Linked DNA regions of Sparus aurata: region 2 is linked to region 1. The links are chromatin contacts, called in public Hi-C maps. All regions are on one chromosome and are shown on one strand. Each heading gives the region's core, a stretch centred on a gene start, on an enhancer-like site or on the middle of the called end of the contact. The rest is flanking DNA. Distances are from core to core; before and after follow the strand shown.

Region 1 (4,658 bases), core at 1,790-4,289:
GGCATCCACTTTCTCACCAAGATCCCATCCTGGAGAAAGTACCCGCTGGCAACACTTTTCAGCTCACAGGGTGTCAGCACAGACCCAAACAGCTCATCCAACGATCGGTCAGCTCTCTGTTCACTCTGCAGTTCACTGTGGGATACAGACAAAGGAAAATCAGGCAAAAATGGCAAAACAGTATCCCTCTTCCCATCTGTCCCCTTGGACTCAGCACAACTCATTGCCCGCGTAACTACACATGCAGAAAAAACTTGCGGAAAGTGCACTGCACTTTCATCAGGATGTTCTGGCCCCGAAGGAGAGAGGGAGACTACTGGAAGGCGCCCTACCCTTTCAGGCTGTTTTTCCCCTGAAGGAGAAAGAGAGACTGCTGGGGGTGGTGAACACTTAGCCCAAACCCGACTGCCGGCCAGATCGTTGCCCAGAATTATATCAACCCCCTCTATAGGCAATGCTGGTCTCACACCCATCAGAACCTCACGCTGCCCCAGTTCACAGTCCAAGTTCATCTTATGCACTGGGACGGGCACTACATCCAAGCCCATTCCTCGCATAAGGATCTTGTCGCCAGTATCAGTCTTCTCAGAAAAACACAAAACAGATTCCAAAACATATGAATCAAAAGCACCCGTGTCTCTTAAAATCTTAACAGGCACTTGAGTGTCACTACCAACCAGTGATACAAACCCATCTGAAATGAAAGGCAGATAGGACTCGTCAATGGCACCAGTCAGGCCAGATTCCCCCCAGTTACGTTGCCACGCCCCCACATCCACAGGGCCTGAAACACTCGCAGCCAGGGCAGCTGGTTTTACACGCCCGCCTCCAGCATGCTGCTTTTTAGCTTTTAGCATTGGGCAGTCCGACTTCCAATGGCCTGCCTCACGGCAATAGTTACAGACATCCTCTCCATTCTGAGGTGCTGCCCGGAACCCCTTACATGAGGAAATGCCAAAACGAACAGGTGATCTACCACCCTCCTTTCGCCCAACAGGCTCCCTTCGAGGCTCACCAGGCCTGCCCTTATGAACAATCACATACTCATCAGCCAGCCCTGCAGCCTCAGCAGCAGTTGTAACCTTGCGCTCATTAAGATATGTGGCAACCCGACTGGGCAGAGTGTCTTTAAATTGCTCAAGGATGACCAAATTGCACAATCCCTCAAAGTTATCAACACTTGAGGCTACACACCAACGATTGAAATGATTAGTTAGCTCCCTTACAAACTCCATATGTGACTGATTAGCCCTCTTCTCCCATGTCCTAAAACGCTGGCGATACGCCTCTGGGACCAACTCATACGCCTTCAGTACAGCAGCCTTGACTGACTTATATGTGAGGTCACCGCCCAAAGATGCATACGCCTCCTGTGCTTTCCCTGTCAACACGCACTGCAGCAGCAATGTTTGGTCAGAATCTGACCAGCCTCTTGCCTCTGCCAGCCGCTCAAACAAAGAAAAAAACACATCCGGATCTTTTTCGTTGAATTTAGGCAGGAGACGCAGACTACTCACCATGTCAGGGGACTTTGATGGTGAAGATGAACCATCCCCCCCTTGCAAAACCTCTCCAGACAGTTTACCCTCTTTGACTAACCCCAGCCTAGTAGCCTGCAAGTCTATCTTCGCCTGCTCTGTCTCACGCCGCAAGCGTTCAATTGCAACTTGCTTCTCAAACTCCAACCTTTGCCTTTCCATCTCCATCTTTTGTTTGTCCTTCTCATGAGCTAGCTGTAACAACAGCAATTCTTTTTGCTGCTCAAATGTTAAATTACCTGATGGAACCTTAAAGGACTGTACTGCCTGTGGCTCACCAGACTCTCCCCGTTTAACCACCAGCACCCCTTTACCAATCAACTGCATCTTCACCAGAGACTTAACATTACCTTTACGTTTATCACTTAGGCCACTCAAAACAATGTCATAACTCTCAGCAACTTTCAACAGCTGATCTTTAGTACAACCATCCAAAAACTCCTCACACGGCGAAGCAACAAAATCCTCTATACCTGCCATAGTGAGCTACAAATACACCAGGCCCAAAAGACAAAACAATGCAACTGGCAGAAGAAAACAACCAAACAGTGATTCAAAGGTCATCCAATGTAACAAAAAGACATTACAAATGTCCCTGAGACTAATGTGAAGTCCCCCTCTAACTAAACTGCCTATCCAAAACTAATCTAACTCACTATGCCTAGTCTTCATGCAGATTAGCGGTGGGTTATTTAAACACTCAAACCAACAACCGAGTTAAGTCCCCAGCACGCTGGTTACTCACCTACTGGTTGTGGATGTGTCCCCGAGACCACTGCTCCAACCGCACACCACACAAAAATAACAAACTAAAACAAAAAAAACCAATGAGCCAAAATGGACCACATTGCTCAACCTAACCAGGGAAACTCCACAAAAGCCAAGATCTATTACACTAGAAGACCATGCAATCACAGCTGACAGTCCACACCTGCCCACTCAGGCCAACACCTGAGGCTGCAGGACAAAAAGACTCCCCAAACTGAAACAACAATCAAACCAAACCAAACAACCAAATCAAAAATGCATCTCCCAAACGCAAAAACAAAAAAACAAACAAAACCCTACCTCAAAAGGGCCACCAATCACCGGCCTCCAACAAAGCAAAGTAAAACAGGACGAGCCCCCACTTGTCACAAACCGGGCCGCACGGCCATGACAAAGCAAGGAGATGCACACGTGAAACAATTAACTAATTATTTATTGAAGACAAAGTAACTTAAAAAGTAACCTAAACTAATCATGGCATGTGTAGTCAGTGGAATCAGTGGTGTAGGTGAATGCATGAGTGGAGAAGTGTGTGTGTATGTGTAATGCTGTAAGAAGGATGTACAGAAACCAAAATGCCAAACAAAAGCTGAACAAGGTGTCTCTGGGAGGAGAGCAAAAAAGGACTGAGCTCCAGGAGAGAGATAAAGGCACCCAGACTCTCACAGCCCAGGTGGTGCCAATGCTGCTGACGACCCTGCTGATGTCAGAGGGAGAGAGAGAGCAGGGAGGGTCGTCACAGAGTTGAAAGTTTATATATTTTGGACATCCACAGCGACCACATAACTGAATATACAGTATGAACAGTTAATTGAGTTAATAAAATGTTTTGTTTTGTTTAAAAATCCATATATTAACTTTATTTTCAGTGTCAGGTAAAATGTTTCTGGGGTTTCTGGGCAATGAGAAGTCATGACTGCTGTTGTCAGTCTGACCAACATCACAGCAGCTAAATAAATACATAATTACCTAGGCCCTATAGTCCCCAGCCCTGTATCACAACGTTTTAATCCACATTAAGTAGAAGTCCGTTGACTAGATTTTCATGTAATCTCGCTGACAAACCTACCAACAACCAAACGGATACGGGTGAAAACAAGACATTCTTGGCGGAAGTAACAAATAAAATAGATACATGTTGGAAAAAACACACTTCTACCTGTCTGTCTTCAGGTTGAAACCAGTAGACAATTTATACCTGGCTAGGAATAGTGTGACAGGGAGGGATTACCTCAGCGCGTCTTTAACAATACATTTGCCACTTCGAGTGGAGAATCCAGACCACAGAACGTCACTGCAGCGGCTCTCGCTCACTGTATCTTCATCTGACCTGCACCTCCGCAGCACCGACACCTCCCTGATCATGTGTGGCAGTAAAGGTCCTCCCTCTACTGTCGCTGGTGGCGAAAAGTTCCAAGTCAAAGGTTTTTTTCTTCTCTTTCGAGTGTTAGAATGAGCGACTCTGAGCTACAGCCCACACAAAGACACCTTGCCCGAGTTGTGAAGCCACCGTGACACAGTCGGGCGCGTCTGGTTCTTTTGTGTGTTGGCACAGATTGATCGAGCCGAGGTCCAGATTTACTGCTGTGTTTGTTTAATCTGAGAGACCCCCCGAGAGGGACAGAGCCAGTCTGTCGTCTTGCTGATTGATCTTCACACAAGTACATTAGTGGAATAAGTTGGTTTCTGTGAAGTCTTTGATGATAAATGAATGGTTTAATGTTGGATACAAACAATCTCTGCCTCACTGCTTCTTAACTCAAAAGACATCACACTGTGTGTGATGCGATTTGGCCGTTGTACTGAACAGAATGCCGAGCAGTGTGTTTGTTTCTCAGAGTCTGTCGGGCTCCGCGGTCGTCTCACAAGGAAAGTTGAGTCCCTGAAGGCAGAGCAGAGCGGTTCAGAGGCCCCGGATGAGTTCCTGTGTCCAATCACCAGAGAGCTGATGAGGGATCCAGTCATCGCCGCAGGTTAGACGAAAGATGCTGAAAAGCGCTCACTTCATTCTGTACAGCTCTGTTCCTCCAACACTGAGACATCATCATCTCGTATTAAATGTCATGTCTGCTCCACAGATGGGTATTCCTACGAGCGAGACTCGATCGAGAGCTGGATTAGGGGCAAGAACAAAACCAGCCCCATGACGAACCTGCCCCTCCAGACCACGCTGCTCACGCCCAACAGATCTCTGAAGTCGGCGATCGAGCGGTGGAAGTCGAGCCAGTAGACGGCAGCTCGTTTTTAGATTGCTTGCCAGAATCCAGATTAACAGGTACTTCATCATTAAACAGGAACCAGCTCATCAGATAACAAGTGCTCTTATTATCATCAATCGAAAAGAAGTAATTA
Region 2 (4,922 bases), core at 2,365-4,864, 140 kb after region 1:
AACATCACCATCTGGATTGTTGTTTTTGTTTTCTTTTTTATCCTTTCTGGGCCTCCCTAGTGTTTTACATCACAACACTATGAACTGTGTGTAAATACAGAGAAGGGAGCATATGGGCTCAACATTTCTGCAAGAGAGCACTCATGCATTTTACAATTTGACAACCCTAAACCCTTTCAGGTGATCCTGCGACCTCTGGAGTCTCAGGTTTATTAACAGCTAAATGTTGCCATCTAGTGGCCGTTGTAGTGTACAGCAAAATTAACCATTTGAGGAATAAAGAGATCTGCAATCAAGTGATTCCATGCAATCTTTTTTTATTTTTATTATTAAATCTAGGAAGTGCCAAGCGATACATAGTAAAGATTCACTGGAGAAAACTTCAACAAAACCTCCCTTTACCCCCCCAACCGTCATGTTACACATACCCAACACCATCGGTTTTCCATCAGCTGGTAAACAACTACAGCATTTCTCTGACAACACTAAGAAAGGCACGTTAAATGCTGGTTTATAGAATTCTCACAAATAAGCACAGCCTGAAAAAAAGCCAATTTTTTCCCCTCTCAACTAAATACAGAGCTTGATGAAAACTCTTTCCATTAAACACTTGACGGTACCCTCATGTGTCTAACACTTCATGTTTTGTCTTTCACAGCTGACTTGACAAGGTTTCCTTCCGGGGTCCCCCTCAAAAAAAAAAACAAAACAAAAAAAAACACATCCCGTTCAAAACTTCCTCGGCTGCTGGATGAAGAAGGTCCGGGTCAAGTGGGGCTTCTCCACCGCTGGTCGCACCTTGCTGTGCCTCACGCTCACCGGCGTCTCCGGGAAGTCGTGGCTCAGCTGCAAAACACAGGAGTTTGTTACCCACATGGCCCGAGAGGCACTGTGACAAACTCAGTTTGCTCAGGAGGAGTGAACTTGACACGCAGATTCAGAACTTTTTTTTTCCCCCCCCCCATTTTAAAAAAGGGATGTTTTTGTTTACCTTGTCGAGGGTCCCTGCCAGGAGAATGCCGACTTGTTGCATCCTGTTGGAGGTGGCGACAGACCTGCTGCAAATGAGGGGGAAAAAAAAGAAAAAAAAGAAAGGGAAATATCAGAAGTCTATTTGGTCAAAAATGCTGCTGGATATTTTGAAAATATTTTTGAAACTGAAGCTGCATTGATTAGTTGTCAACTATCATGACGATTATTCAGTGGTTCCACAGAAAGAGAGGCATAATTCTCTAATTCCAGTTTGTTAATTAGGGAAATGCTCTTCTTTTTGGGCTTAGGAAACACTGATCGTCATTTTACACCATTTTATTGATCAAAACAACTAAAAATCGATTTATCAGCAGTGGAAATGACTGCTAGTTGTAGCCTTGGCTTCTTATGTGTTGTTGATGCACACTGTGTCATCCCACCTCATCTTATCAGACCTCTTGGTCTCCTTCTCTGGGGTCCCATGGGTGGCACTGTCCTCCAAGCCCTTCTTTGCGACCCGTTTGCCTCCAGCCTTCACTGTTGACCCAGAGGGGAGAGAGGTTATCTAGACTGCGGTAGCATGCTGTATGCACCTGTGTTTGGCAGGGATCCAACCCCCTCTGTGTAAAACCCTCTACAAAAACATTCAGCCTATAATCCACAGCAATGGGAAATACCATAAAGATGGTCAAATATGGTGGAGCCTTACTGATGTATTGGCTGACCGATACTGGTGTTGGAGTTTATGTTGCCCGATATGAAAAGTCTGATTATAGAGATTATGCAGAAAAAAGAAGCATAGGATGATTCATAATTCTTTATAGTTAAAGTGAAATATCTTCATCAAGAGTGTTTGATGGCCACATTTGAGGGAAAATGTACATGATGATTTTTATTTTTTTTTTTACTTCCCAATATCTGCATCAACCCTCCCCCCAGAAATCTAGTTGAGTCCGAGTGAAGCGAGTGGCCTACATTTTTAAATAGTTTCCAACCTGTGGGAGTCAGAGGGAAATCTGAGGGGTCACATCGGGATCACAGCTGTAAGAGAACATCTCTGTAGCACAACAACAACAAAAAACAACAACCTTTTTTCTGTTTTTTTGTGACCCCCACTTCAGGCTTCTACAAATTATTAACATGAAAAGGGTAAGCACATGTCTTTGTCATGTTCAAGAATGTAGGAATTTGGGAAAAATCAATATTTAGGATGCGAGCTCAGTTTTGCAACCCTGCCCTGCAATGGCGGCGTACAGGGCCCAGGGGTGATTGATATTAACATGACTAACCAACAGCGCTTATAGCTCGAAGGAGAACAATTGTGGAATGTAGATTGGATCACTGCAACCGCCTAAAGCATGTTCATAACTTCAAAAAATAAATAAATATAAAAGTAAATAAATAACTGCAAATATTTCCTTAAAGGATCAACTAAAAAGGGCTCTACACCGCCTGTGGCTCTCTGACTGCTGACAGCACGCCCCTCTCAGTAGCAGTTAACATGCACCCACACGCCCAACCACCTGACCGCCTCAGCTTATAGTGAAGCTGTTTTTCTCTCAGAGTTTTGTCATTTTTCCACTTTCTTTAGCGTAAATTAATACTTGACATCAAAACTACATGCTGTTTTTTGCTTGTTTTTTTTTTAACTGAATAACATTTTTTTTGTGATTTTTTTTTATTTAAATGTCTGTTATTAAAAGATGCTTTTTTAAAAATGTACTCTCTGGAGAAATCATGTCCATGCTTGAGCCATGGCCCGAGATGCGGGGGTCACATATATAAGACTTGGAAAGTCATAACATGAAAATGGCAGCATATTTTGGCAGCTTCCCCTGCATGCAAGAGTGCAATCTTCACATAAAAAAATAAATAAAATAAAATAAAATAATGAAGTTGCAATACTATGTTTTGTGCACTACAAAATGAGGCCGAGTTGATCCTGACAGGATATTTAATTTGGGGTGAAATTGCCCTCTAAAGCATTTCAGTAAACATGCAAAAAAGGAAGCAGATCTCTTCAAATCAATAAAAGACAGTCGAGTTTCTCTGAATCAATAATAACACAGAAGGAGGAGAGGGTATGGGATGCGTTACAGTGAGGATCCAGCCAGTGGGAACACTGTGTGACTTAGAGCAGTGGGGCCTGCTGGGAAGCAAAAAAACAAAAAAAAACAAAAGCATGTGGGAGGAAATCACGGCTGCAGACGCTCACAGTGATGCAACCATCACACAAACCCACTAAACTAGGTATTTCCCTCGACAAGGCTACAGTGGAGCACCGTGTGCATCAGAACAGGGTTTGAAAAAACAACGTGAGGTGCAGAGGAGTGTCGGTGTACACGGAGCTGTATCTGGGTCGAGCTGTGGAAAACAACAACGCTTGGCTTCGTGTAGTCGAAACAAAAAAAAAAAAAGACGCGAGTAGAAGCGTGCGAGCGGGTTTTACCTGCCGGAGGGTGTCCAGCCTTCAGCAGAGGACTCTCTTTCGGCCCGGACTTGGACAGCTGCTGCACCATTTCTTTTGAAAAGTTTTTCCGCAGATTATAACAGACAAAAAAAGAAAGCACCAAAGTCTCTTCTCTCTCTTGCTCTCGACGCCCACTTTGTTGTTTTTATACTCAAAGCGAGGAGGTGACGTCATGGGCGGCAACAGGAAGCCCGCAGCCATTGGACACGCCCTTTTCTCAGTGGTTTCCCCGCTGTTGATCCCCCGCTAATGTAATGAAACTGAAACGGTGTGTGTCATATCAATCACACGCTCCAGGTTAAGGAAGCAGACGTATCTGTGTGTTTTATTGATCAATTTAAAATAATCTCATCGAGGATTGTTTTTGTTTTTTTTCTCTTACTTTGAAAAGCTCACATGCACAACAGCAATAAGATGACGGTCTGGTGGAGAAAGAGGAACCAGAAGAAAACAACATTTGAATATAAGTTTCGTTTATTAAAGGGGCACAATGTAGTTTAGGAGCGGAAGTTCAAACAAACTCAGAGATAATTTTTTTCCACAACTGAATAAACAAGCTGTTCTCAGAGGAAAATAAGGTCCCCAGAACCCTGTTTGAAGTTATAAAGGTGGCAGGGTCCGCCATGTATAAACAAAGTAAAACAGTATGAAATTGTGTTGTCCCTTAAGGTTTGCTTATTCAGTCATGAAAACTTCTTCCCAAAACTACATTGTGCACTTTTAAGTATAAGATATTAAAGGTCAGTGGGCACAAACAGAGTCTCTGTGGTCCTCGTGTTGCACATGATTCACTGAAATCGGATATTTCTCTTGTTCATGTCATGGATTCACTTATAAAAATTAACATAGAGACGTATATCTGAATCAAAATCCTACAGCTGTACTCCTTCATTTAAGATGTGGAGACTTGGATTAAAGTGGACAGGCTTGTTTGGTTGTTTAAAAGCACACTCCCCTCTACTACAGTTGTTTAGGGAAAGGCTGTAACGCTGTTTTGCTGTGAGGCTCCAGAAATGTTTAGTGGAAAACAAAACTTCCCCTGACTTTTCATTTGCATGAAGGTGAGTAGATAATTACTCTCTTTTCATTTTTGTTTAGAAAAAAATCTTTAAAATACATATAGAAAGAATCATCGAAATAATGTTAAGCTCTGTGGGTCAAACTTAAAAAGTCTCCATTATCAGTGTTTGTGGGAAGGCTTTAAAAGCGTAACTGTGCTCAGTGACGAGCTAACAAGTCTAACAGGTGAGTCAGTAGATGTCAATCAAGCACAAATAAAAACACCATTGGGTGTGTGTGTAAGTCACTTTGTGTGTAGATACCAAAGAGTCCCACCTGGTTTACAACCTGCTTCTACAGTTACAGATGAGCAGTGTTGTAAAAAATGGCTGCAAAAGTCATACCTGAGTAAAAGTATTTTCTGATAATCAGAATTCTTTTATAAATAATAATGATAATAATAACAATAATAATTATCTAA

What was found. A called contact is a pair of places that touch in the nucleus more often than the background predicts.
Region 2: a Hi-C map of skeletal muscle shows a contact between it and region 1, with 2.9 times the contacts expected there. The contact joins the promoter of dap1b here to the promoter of LOC115587797 in region 1. A contact is called at or near these places in 2 of 2 Hi-C or Micro-C datasets (skeletal muscle and an unstated tissue).

Annotation. Positions count from the first base shown.
Region 1 is chr9:20,327,651-20,332,308 of fSpaAur1.1, forward strand. LOC115587797 reads right to left here and starts at 3,040. Exons shown (of 2, transcript XR_003985177.1): 1 at 1-3,040. LOC115587798 (WD repeat, SAM and U-box domain-containing protein 1) reads left to right here. Exons shown (of 12, transcript XM_030427795.1): 11 at 4,145-4,279; 12 at 4,385-4,658. The coding sequence ends at 4,536.
Region 2 is chr9:20,470,796-20,475,717 of fSpaAur1.1, forward strand. dap1b (death associated protein 1b) reads right to left here and starts at 3,615. Exons shown (of 4, transcript XM_030429449.1): 1 at 3,422-3,615; 2 at 1,413-1,509; 3 at 992-1,058; 4 at 301-846. The coding sequence starts at 3,491. The coding sequence ends at 730.